2 separate regions of the Gossypium arboreum genome follow, and region 1 is linked to region 2. A link is a contact called in public Hi-C data. All regions are on one chromosome and are shown on one strand. Each heading gives the region's core, a stretch centred on a gene start, on an enhancer-like site or on the middle of the called end of the contact. The rest is flanking DNA. Distances are from core to core; before and after follow the strand shown. Region 1 holds the start of LOC108483084 (protein ESSENTIAL FOR POTEXVIRUS ACCUMULATION 1-like). Region 2 holds the start of LOC108483068 (glucose-6-phosphate isomerase, cytosolic).

Region 1 (4,432 bases), core at 1,914-4,413, 290 kb before region 2:
ACCTGAGTCTTCTTTTTATTCCAAACCATGTCGGCTGTTGCATTAATTTTTTAAAAGTAGCCCCGATATAATTTCCCATATGGTTCAAAAGCTTCAATTCAGAATACTTCTCACATCCAATTAAGTAATTGCAAGATGGTTGCCAGAGGTGTTACCAAATACAGGATTAATTGGTTTATGTAATTATACCTTCATATTTGAACTTAGTATCTGGGTATCCCTTATGCTTTTCAAGCTGTGAATAATTGCTGTTTGGAATGTCAGAACTTTCTTCTTTACAATCATCAACAGCAGGTGGTATATCTTCTCTACTGCCTGCATAAACATGTTCCAGCAGAAATTAGACACTACTTCAAATTTCAAAATATAAACAAATTGACAGTAGAATATAAGGTGCACTTGCTGAATACCAATCTTGTTTCTTCTTGGATGAGTATACTCTGTAGAGTTCCGGCTGGCAGGCCCATCTTTAGGCATCTGAGGAGAACCACTACTTGTTATGTCCCCTCTGTCTATTCCCTTTAGAACAAGCTATCAAAGAAGCAATGAAATCAACTGAGGACTCTAGATCAAGGTTTACCATCCTAATACATTAAAAATAAAATAATTACCATTTCATCAGAATTAGGAGCACAAAGAGCTAGAGGTTCCAATGGTTCATTTTGTGTAAGTGAAGGCACTGATAGAAGCTCTTCTATGAGTTTTTGGTAAATTCTCAAGTCGGTCCTCATATATAAGTCAAGCATTTTTTTCCTACTATACTGTAAAGGGGATGGCTCTCCATGGTCAATTTCACCCTTGTCAGATATGGTTCCCAGAGTTTGATGATGAGAAGGTATACTAGCCCCTGAATTTCCACCAGAACTTCCCCTTCCACGGCCAGCAGAAAATGTTGAAGGGTGACTTTCTCCACGTCCCCGGCCATAAGAAAATGTGGGAACCTGCTTGCTTGGAGTTAGCGCTTGGTGATGGGGAGGCTCTCCCCTTCCTCGACTCTGAGAAGAGGTGGATCTCCATGGGCGATAGTGATCCCCCTCTCTCACATCCTTCCCATGACTGGAAAGATGAGGCAACCCTTTGTCAAGAGGCATATCACCATCTCTACCAGAGTCTGCCCACTTATCTCGTGACCTTTCATTGTTTTTATCATCAGGTCCCCAGCGTGTGTTCCATTTGCTCTCACGCTTTTGATCATAATTTGAGTCCCTGTTACCTGAATCAGTCCACCGCTCAGTCGGTGCACGGCGTGCTTCTCCAAATTGTCTTGAAGGCAAGTTATCTACCAATCGATCAACCCTGCGGGTGTCACTGAGCTCTTTATCTCCATCCCTCCAGTGATCTTTGAGCAGAGATGAATGGGTATCTCGTTCTTCATCACGCCAGCGGTCTCGGCGGCCAGTTTCCATATCAAGTAAGGATGGTCTAAAGACATCCTTCTTTGGGGTATCATGCATCCCCTCGCCATTTCCAGACGGCTTCATGACTTCAGAGCGACCTCCATGAGAAGGATATGGCACAGAATGATTTTCCTGCATGGATGATTTAAAATTAAGGGGGGAGTTTGAGAGAGTAAGAATATTAAACAGAACATTAACTAATTATTGAGATGAGAACTGTATGTTGATAGAAGGATGGAGAAAGCCTTCACACAACATTAAACCCGTCTATAAATGAACAAGGACACCAAGAATCAGTACACAACAACAATAATAACATACCATAGTTCCTATTCCGGGCTTATTCTCCCCTGGCTTTGAAAGAAGCCATTGTGGTGAAAGAGGAATAGGATTGTCAGATCCTTGAACATCTACATAAAATAATCAGAAGCATCAATTAGAAACATGGCAGCTATTCAAAGCAAGTATTTGAAATCAAAATGCTTAGTCCCATTCAAAGACAGTACGCAACAAGTCATTAGAAATGCCTCAAGCCCAGAATTTTATTGAATACACACATTTTCTGGTAAATTACTGAACTTGCCTCTTGAAACTGCCACGTTGATTCATCATTGAATATGAAAAACAGAAGCACGAAACAATGAAAAAAAAATGCGTTAAGTCTAGAAAGGCATAATTTAGGAAGCCTACTTTCACAAGCAGCATTTCAAACTAATAAAAAGCCAAAGGAATTTCTCAATAAAATGCATTAATGAAGCAGCTAACAAGACAAATTGCACGATCAATTGTAAGTACAAAGCTAAGGTGCCATTTATAAATGGAATAAACAACTATGCAATTTTTTTATATAATTAATCACATAAATCATAGCATTTAAATCAAGACTGAAAAAAAAAAAGCGCAATAAAAGAAAGTCTAATACTAGTTTTGAGTTGAACTAATCTGAAAAAGAAAAAATAAATTGAACTACTTCACTACGCCTTATCACATCGTACTTTTCAAATTGAAATATATATATATATATATATATCAAGAACGGTAAGTCGGAAACTAAAGTGTGCCGTGCTTAACCGCAAAAAAATGGCACCAGAGAAAAAAAGGAGAGAAAAGAAAAACCTTCCAGATGATAAAACAAAAACCCTAGCTTCGAAGCAACAAACTAAAAAATATTAAGAAAAAAAACACGCACAAAGCAATCTCGTAAAACCACTGAATCTACAATAATGCATTTAAATATCAGAAAGAAATGAGTAAAAGAAGAAATGGTAAGAGGTAGGGTTTTAGAGAAGAAGAATGTAAGAAGATGTTAATCACTTAATGGTAGAAGGGGAAAGGAAATCGGTGAGGTAAACTACCTTTGGAGATCGGATGGGAAGGGTTGACGGTGAGGAGGCGGCGGGAATCGGAAGCAGAGGTATGAGCCATGGATGATCAGTGAAAGTCGAAAGAGAGAAGAGAACCAGAGGAAAACCCTTGCTGCAGTTTTTTGTTTTTCGTTATTACTTTTTTTCGCTTTGGTTGCGCTATGCGAGGTGAGAACTGATTAAGGTAGACGGGTGCGTAATACGCCACGACCGTGGAAATTAAGGTCGAAATGTGGTACGACGTGAAGAGCTGTCGTTTAATGGTAAAAACTCGCAATAAATTATCAAAAGGAATATCTCAAAGAATTAGATATTTTTCATACGTTGGAAAAAGAAAAAAGAAAAAAGAAAAAGGCATCCATTCTTTGCCATAATTCCCCTCTTTCTCACTCTTTCTAATCCTAGAACTCATGTCTTCTACCGGATGTAGATATTGCCATTTCAAAACTAAACAGTTACAAAGAATATCTTACACAAACATGCTCTGTTGTTCCACTTGTCTGCTTGAATGAGTTACCACTTCTCTTACACTATGTTTGTTTCACTGCAGCTTTCCAAAAACCCTTTTTTTAAATATAATAAATTTTACTAAAATTTATCTTATAATAACTATATTGTTTTATATAATTAATGCCTAATTAAAATTGAAATTTGAGATCATATATAAAAGCGGATAGCAGCACATAACATTGGACCCGGAAGGATAAATAAAGTTAAATAGGATTTAGATAAATATCCGTATTTATACTACTAAAATATTTATATTCTATATTATAAAAATTATTACTAAATAACTGTAAAATTATAATTCTATATATTTATTATTAAAATATTCTTGATAAAATATTAAGAATACTATTTAAATTTTAAAATTATTATTAATGTTATATTTTATTATTAAAATAAAATTGTAATTTTAAATAGTTTTAATAAAATAATAAAATAATAATTATATTAATAATTATTTAATATGTATATTTAATAATATTAAAAATCTTAATATTTTTAAAATTTTAAATTAAATATTTTTTTATAAAAACGATGTCTTGTTAAAACCATTCTAAAGTGGAAAAAGAGTGCACCGAAAAATCATTATTAATCGAATCAATGTCAATACAAATCCATGGACTACAAGGAAGAGGTTGACTTCTCTACGAGACACTACCATCACGACACCCCGACAAACTTTACCAAATAATGAGCAGGTTGGTTCCCAAATCGCAAAACATGATTCAACCTTGCAACACTAACTTTATATTTGGATAAAAATCTATAAAAGAAAGGGGAAAATTAAATAAAAGAATATATTATGTGTATTTATTTTATTTGGATAGATAAAATTAATTAAGTAAAATAAAAAAACTATAATTTTTGTTTAATTAAGAGAATGATTGATTACAATGATTTTTTATTTATATCTTTTAAAAATAATTCATGTAAAAGATTTAAGAAGATAAATTAAAAGTAACTTCACTTTTTTCTTTAACTATTCTCCCAAATGGAGTAATTAAAACTGAAGTAACCCAAGGGAGAGAAGAAACTATCCAAATAAGGAAAAGGGTGTTACTTTCCTTCCATTTCCTTTCTCTAGGTTTAATACAATCCAAACATAGTGTAAAAACTATGAAGAAGAGAATAAAATCAATCTAAAGTCCCCAAGCTAGACATATA
Region 2 (4,442 bases), core at 712-3,211:
CACGACGAAAACACTTTTTGTTACTTGATATCATTTATGCCCATTCCAGTTTTAGCAGGCCTAAATGGCATCAAAGTGTTCCCCCTCACAGAACATAGTATGCTGCTGCTGCTTCTTCTCAAATATATATTAATACCTTGTCTTAACAAAATGAAGCAAGGGGCCTCAACCCACCTTTGCTGACACCTTTTACAGGCAATCTTATAATTTGATGAAAGAAAGGAAGTAGACACAACAAATACCAGCAGCAGTAACAAGCAGTACTTACAAACGTAGTTGGCGTCCTTTTGCAAATTCAACAGCCTCAGGGTCTGTGAGTTATCAAGAGAAAACCATGAACACATTAACTACACTTCATCATCATAGGTCACAAGTACGAGGGTTACACAACTAATAGTAAAATGCACTAGCATAACCTGTTTGGAGAGCAGTATGCACAAATAAAGGACCTAAGAAACTGCCACCAATACCGATTGCAATAACATCCTTCAGTGGTTTCCCAGTAGCTCCAACCTGCCAAGATTTATTTGTCTCTCAGCAATTGAGGAGGAAGATGGTCAAATTTGATGTAAAAAAAAGGGCGATAAGTTACCCAGGAGCCATTGCGAACTTTCTCTGAAAAATCCTTGATCTTATCCAAAACATTCCAAACATCTGGCACCACATTCTTTCCATCACTGTTTATAACAGCATCCCTTGGTGCTCGAAGAGCTACATGAAGCACTGACCTATTTTCTGTGCTATTTATCTGAAATTTCCAGAAAAAAAGGCAATGCAACGACAAAAAAAACTAAGAATGAAAAGGCGTGGAATGCTATTCAACAATATCATCACCAATCTTTACATCAAACCCAAAACTAGTTTTATCTTTCTCCTAGGAGAGAGTTCAACTTACATGCTCGCCACTATACATTCGGTTAATTTGTTGTTTGAGAGAAGCAGCCTGAAATTGTGAGAAATATTACAAACAAAAAACAAAACCGAAAAGACTATTATGATTTAAATCGAACGAGAAATAATCCAAATTCACCTCTGCTAATTTATAGAGCTTATCCATGGTCTCAAGAGTGGCGCAATGCCTTGAGTAGTCCAAAAACATTCCATCAAACTCACTGTAGAAACATTTATATATCATCAATTTTATTAGTATTAAAAGTTTCGTGCAGTTATCGAATCAGAAAAATCGTAGGAGTTGAATAGAGGATCTTACACCATCATCGATTCGCATCGTTCTTTGTCGTTCATCAAATCACGAAGATGAGTTTTCTTGATATCCTCAGTATGAGCCTATAAAAAACCCAAACCCACTTTGTTGATCAAATAGATTTATCATGCTATTTTAGCTATAATCTTCTTAGCTAGAAATGAGCAGAAAACGCTACCTTCAAGTCCTTCCATGGCTGGGTATCGCAGATTAGAGTGGTCGAAGCCATCTCAACCTATATTAAAACGTAATAAATCAACTTGAGATCTCAAAACCGACGAGAAAGATGGTGAATGATAATTTGAGAAGAAAAGAGAAATTACTAATGGAATAAAGAAAAAAAAAAAGGAACTTGGAGCTGACAAAAAGCTGAGGCGAGGTTAAGAAGTTCACAATATAGTAATAATGCTACGTGGTGGAAAATGGGAGGGTCGGAAGGGCATATGTCAATTAGGATGCGGATCAGGAATTTCCGGTCATTGAAACTTGGGTCCAGTCCGGTCCAGTTTAACGACTTTGGAAAATTGATTGTGACTTTTAAGGGCTGAAATCCGTGGGCGACGGATTTCCGATGGGCCCGAGGAACCGCTAGCTTTATTATATTTTCAATGAACCGTTACGGTCTAATCGACTGCGCCTGTGAGGTTGGTTGGACTCATCGTTATTCTCCAAAGCCGATTCCCTATACCCTATATTCTTGTTTTGTAAAAAGAAATTCATAGTATATTGGGTAAGGATGACCATGTGTCCATCACCTTTTATTCAATAATACCAACTAGATAATTAAAATCTTTTTTTTTTTGCCATTATTCTTATAATGGTATAATTTTAATTTTAGTCCCTTTATTATAGTAATATTTAAGATTTAGTTTTATATTTTAATTTAACATAATTTGATTCTCAAATTTTACAATCACATTAGCTAGTCCAAATAATTAATATATTTAGTTATTTTGATTAAATTTTTATGTTTATTTTTTATAAATACTATTATAATAAAAATATTTTGATATAATAAATTGGAATAAGTATTATTAAAAAAAATTCATGTTGGGGACCAAAATATTAAGGATGTTAGATGTTTAGACTAACTAACGACACAAATCTCTTTTTAGTCATTATAATATGATGGTAAAATTGTAGTTTCGATTTGTCTACTATGTTTACATTTGGAATTTAGTCATTGTATTTTAATTTGATGTAATTTGGCTACCTATGAAGTTGAAATAAGTATTTTTAGAAAAAACCGAAGTCAACATTTGAATAGAATAATTAAGGGTATTAGCTATTTCAACTTACTAATAACATTATACAAAGGAATCAAATTATATCAATTAAAGAATAAATACTAAATTCTAAATTTAAACATAGTAGAGAGATCATAACCATTCTTTGATCTAAAATAATATATGTCTAATACAATCATTTGTTATTTGATTTAATAAAAAGTTTGATATATTTTTATAAAAAATTGTTCTTAATTTAATTGTAATAAATGATTATATGTTTATTGGGAATGAATTGCGAATAGCAAATTGCTAAAAATAATAAAATTATATATTCCATCACATAGTTTGGTATCTTCACATTAACACCGTTGGTTTGTGCTTACGTAATACCAATAGCCAACTCGATAATGACACAAGATAGCTTATTAATATGCTATGTATCAAACATAAATATAAAATTACAAATTCTTCAAAAATATATAAATTAATAAATATATTGTTTTCATGTAAAAAGAAATAAACAACGATAAATGGTGATCTAAATACATTTAAATTTGGACATCCAATTATAGAGATTCATTTCAGATGTGTTTTAGTAATTTTATATACTCTTAAACTTTTATAAAATATAAGTTTTAGTTTTAATAAAAGCATATAATATTTTTAAAATATATAAAACCTATCACTTATAATATGTAAATTTATAAAAATATATAAAATAACTAAATATTTATAAACTTATAAAAATATGTAAGGCCTTGATTGAAAAAATTAAATCAATATTTAATTTTTTGGTAGTCAAAATAAAAATAACTTGATAGAATTTTTTATGAAAAGTGTGGAAAATAATAAGTAGGTAAGAATTACTTGTCACTTAAAAGGATACTATTTTCAATTAATTCTATTTTATTTTATTTACTTTAATATTTTATTATCATATAAAAACTTTATATTTAAAATTTTAATTTTTTTAGAATAAGCTGAAATGTTTAAAATTTAAGGATAAGATGTAGAATTTCTTTTATAATTAAAATATATCTTTATCGAACAATCAAATTATATTTTATAATTACATTTAAGTAATATATAAAGCTATTTTATAATTTTAATTCATTACTTAAATTTTTAATAATTAATTTTTCAGCACTTAATTTTTAGTTTATCAAATAGCACCTAAATATAAAAATTAGTAAAAGCATTCTAGAATGAATTTGGACAACCATATGTCCAGATTCACTCTTGATATGTGAACTTTTTTATACTTTTTATTAATTTATAAATTTTAAATTTTTAAAATTTATATATTTTAATTTAAATACAATAATAACATGATATTTTATAATAAAAAAACATACAAGCTTACTACAAAACATGTCTATAATGAATATGGTCAAATGGGTGCTTAGATTCATATGTATCTGGACAACAATTTGTTCACGTTCATTCTTGATATGAAAAAAATATTTTTATTAATTTATATATATTTAAAAAAATTATTTATATTTTTCATGTTGCATATGAAGGGGTTGCTAGGTGTCATCGTTAGATTGACTATTAGTGCCAAATTAGCACAAACTATTGATGTTAGTGTAGAGATACCAACTTGTGTGATGGGATATAAGTTCAAGTACCAACTAAGTCCAAAGAAAAAAAATTAAGTACCACTTAAATACAAATGGATAAGTTTGAGGGGCAAAATATATACTAATCCAAAAAATTATGTAAAAAATATATTTATTAAAAAATTATACAAAAACCAAATGAGACTTGAATGAAATTGTAACGCACCAATTTTCGGGAATTCTGTGAATATTGACATAGGTTTAATTATGTTAGTGGGTGTAACACCTCCTAACCCCAAACCGTTACCGGAACGAGGTTATGAGGCATTACCGGACATATCAGACAACTTACTAATAATTTACAATTATTAAAAATTTTCATAGTATAATATAATAATTAAGTCCCTATCTTGAACTCTCGAAGTTCAAACACGTATTAAAAGTAGA

The links. Hi-C and Micro-C count contacts between places; a contact is called where the count stands out from the background.
Region 1: a Hi-C map of leaf shows a contact between it and region 2, with 2.6 times the contacts expected there. The contact joins the promoter of LOC108483084 here to the promoter of LOC108483068 in region 2. A contact is called at or near these places in 2 of 5 Hi-C or Micro-C datasets (both in leaf).

What each region holds. Positions count from the first base shown.
Region 1 is chr1:76,366,159-76,370,590 of ASM2569848v2, reverse strand. LOC108483084 (protein ESSENTIAL FOR POTEXVIRUS ACCUMULATION 1-like) reads right to left here and starts at 3,163. Exons shown (of 10, transcript XM_053029077.1): 1 at 2,753-3,163; 2 at 1,719-1,807; 3 at 612-1,529; 4 at 411-531; 5 at 190-315. The coding sequence starts at 2,822.
Region 2 is chr1:76,079,945-76,084,386 of ASM2569848v2, reverse strand. It overlaps LOC108483068 (glucose-6-phosphate isomerase, cytosolic), which reads right to left and starts at 1,961. Exons shown (of 24, transcript XM_053029067.1): 1 at 1,598-1,961; 2 at 1,383-1,439; 3 at 1,211-1,287; 4 at 1,031-1,112; 5 at 896-943; 6 at 593-748; 7 at 417-513; 8 at 269-311. The coding sequence starts at 1,433.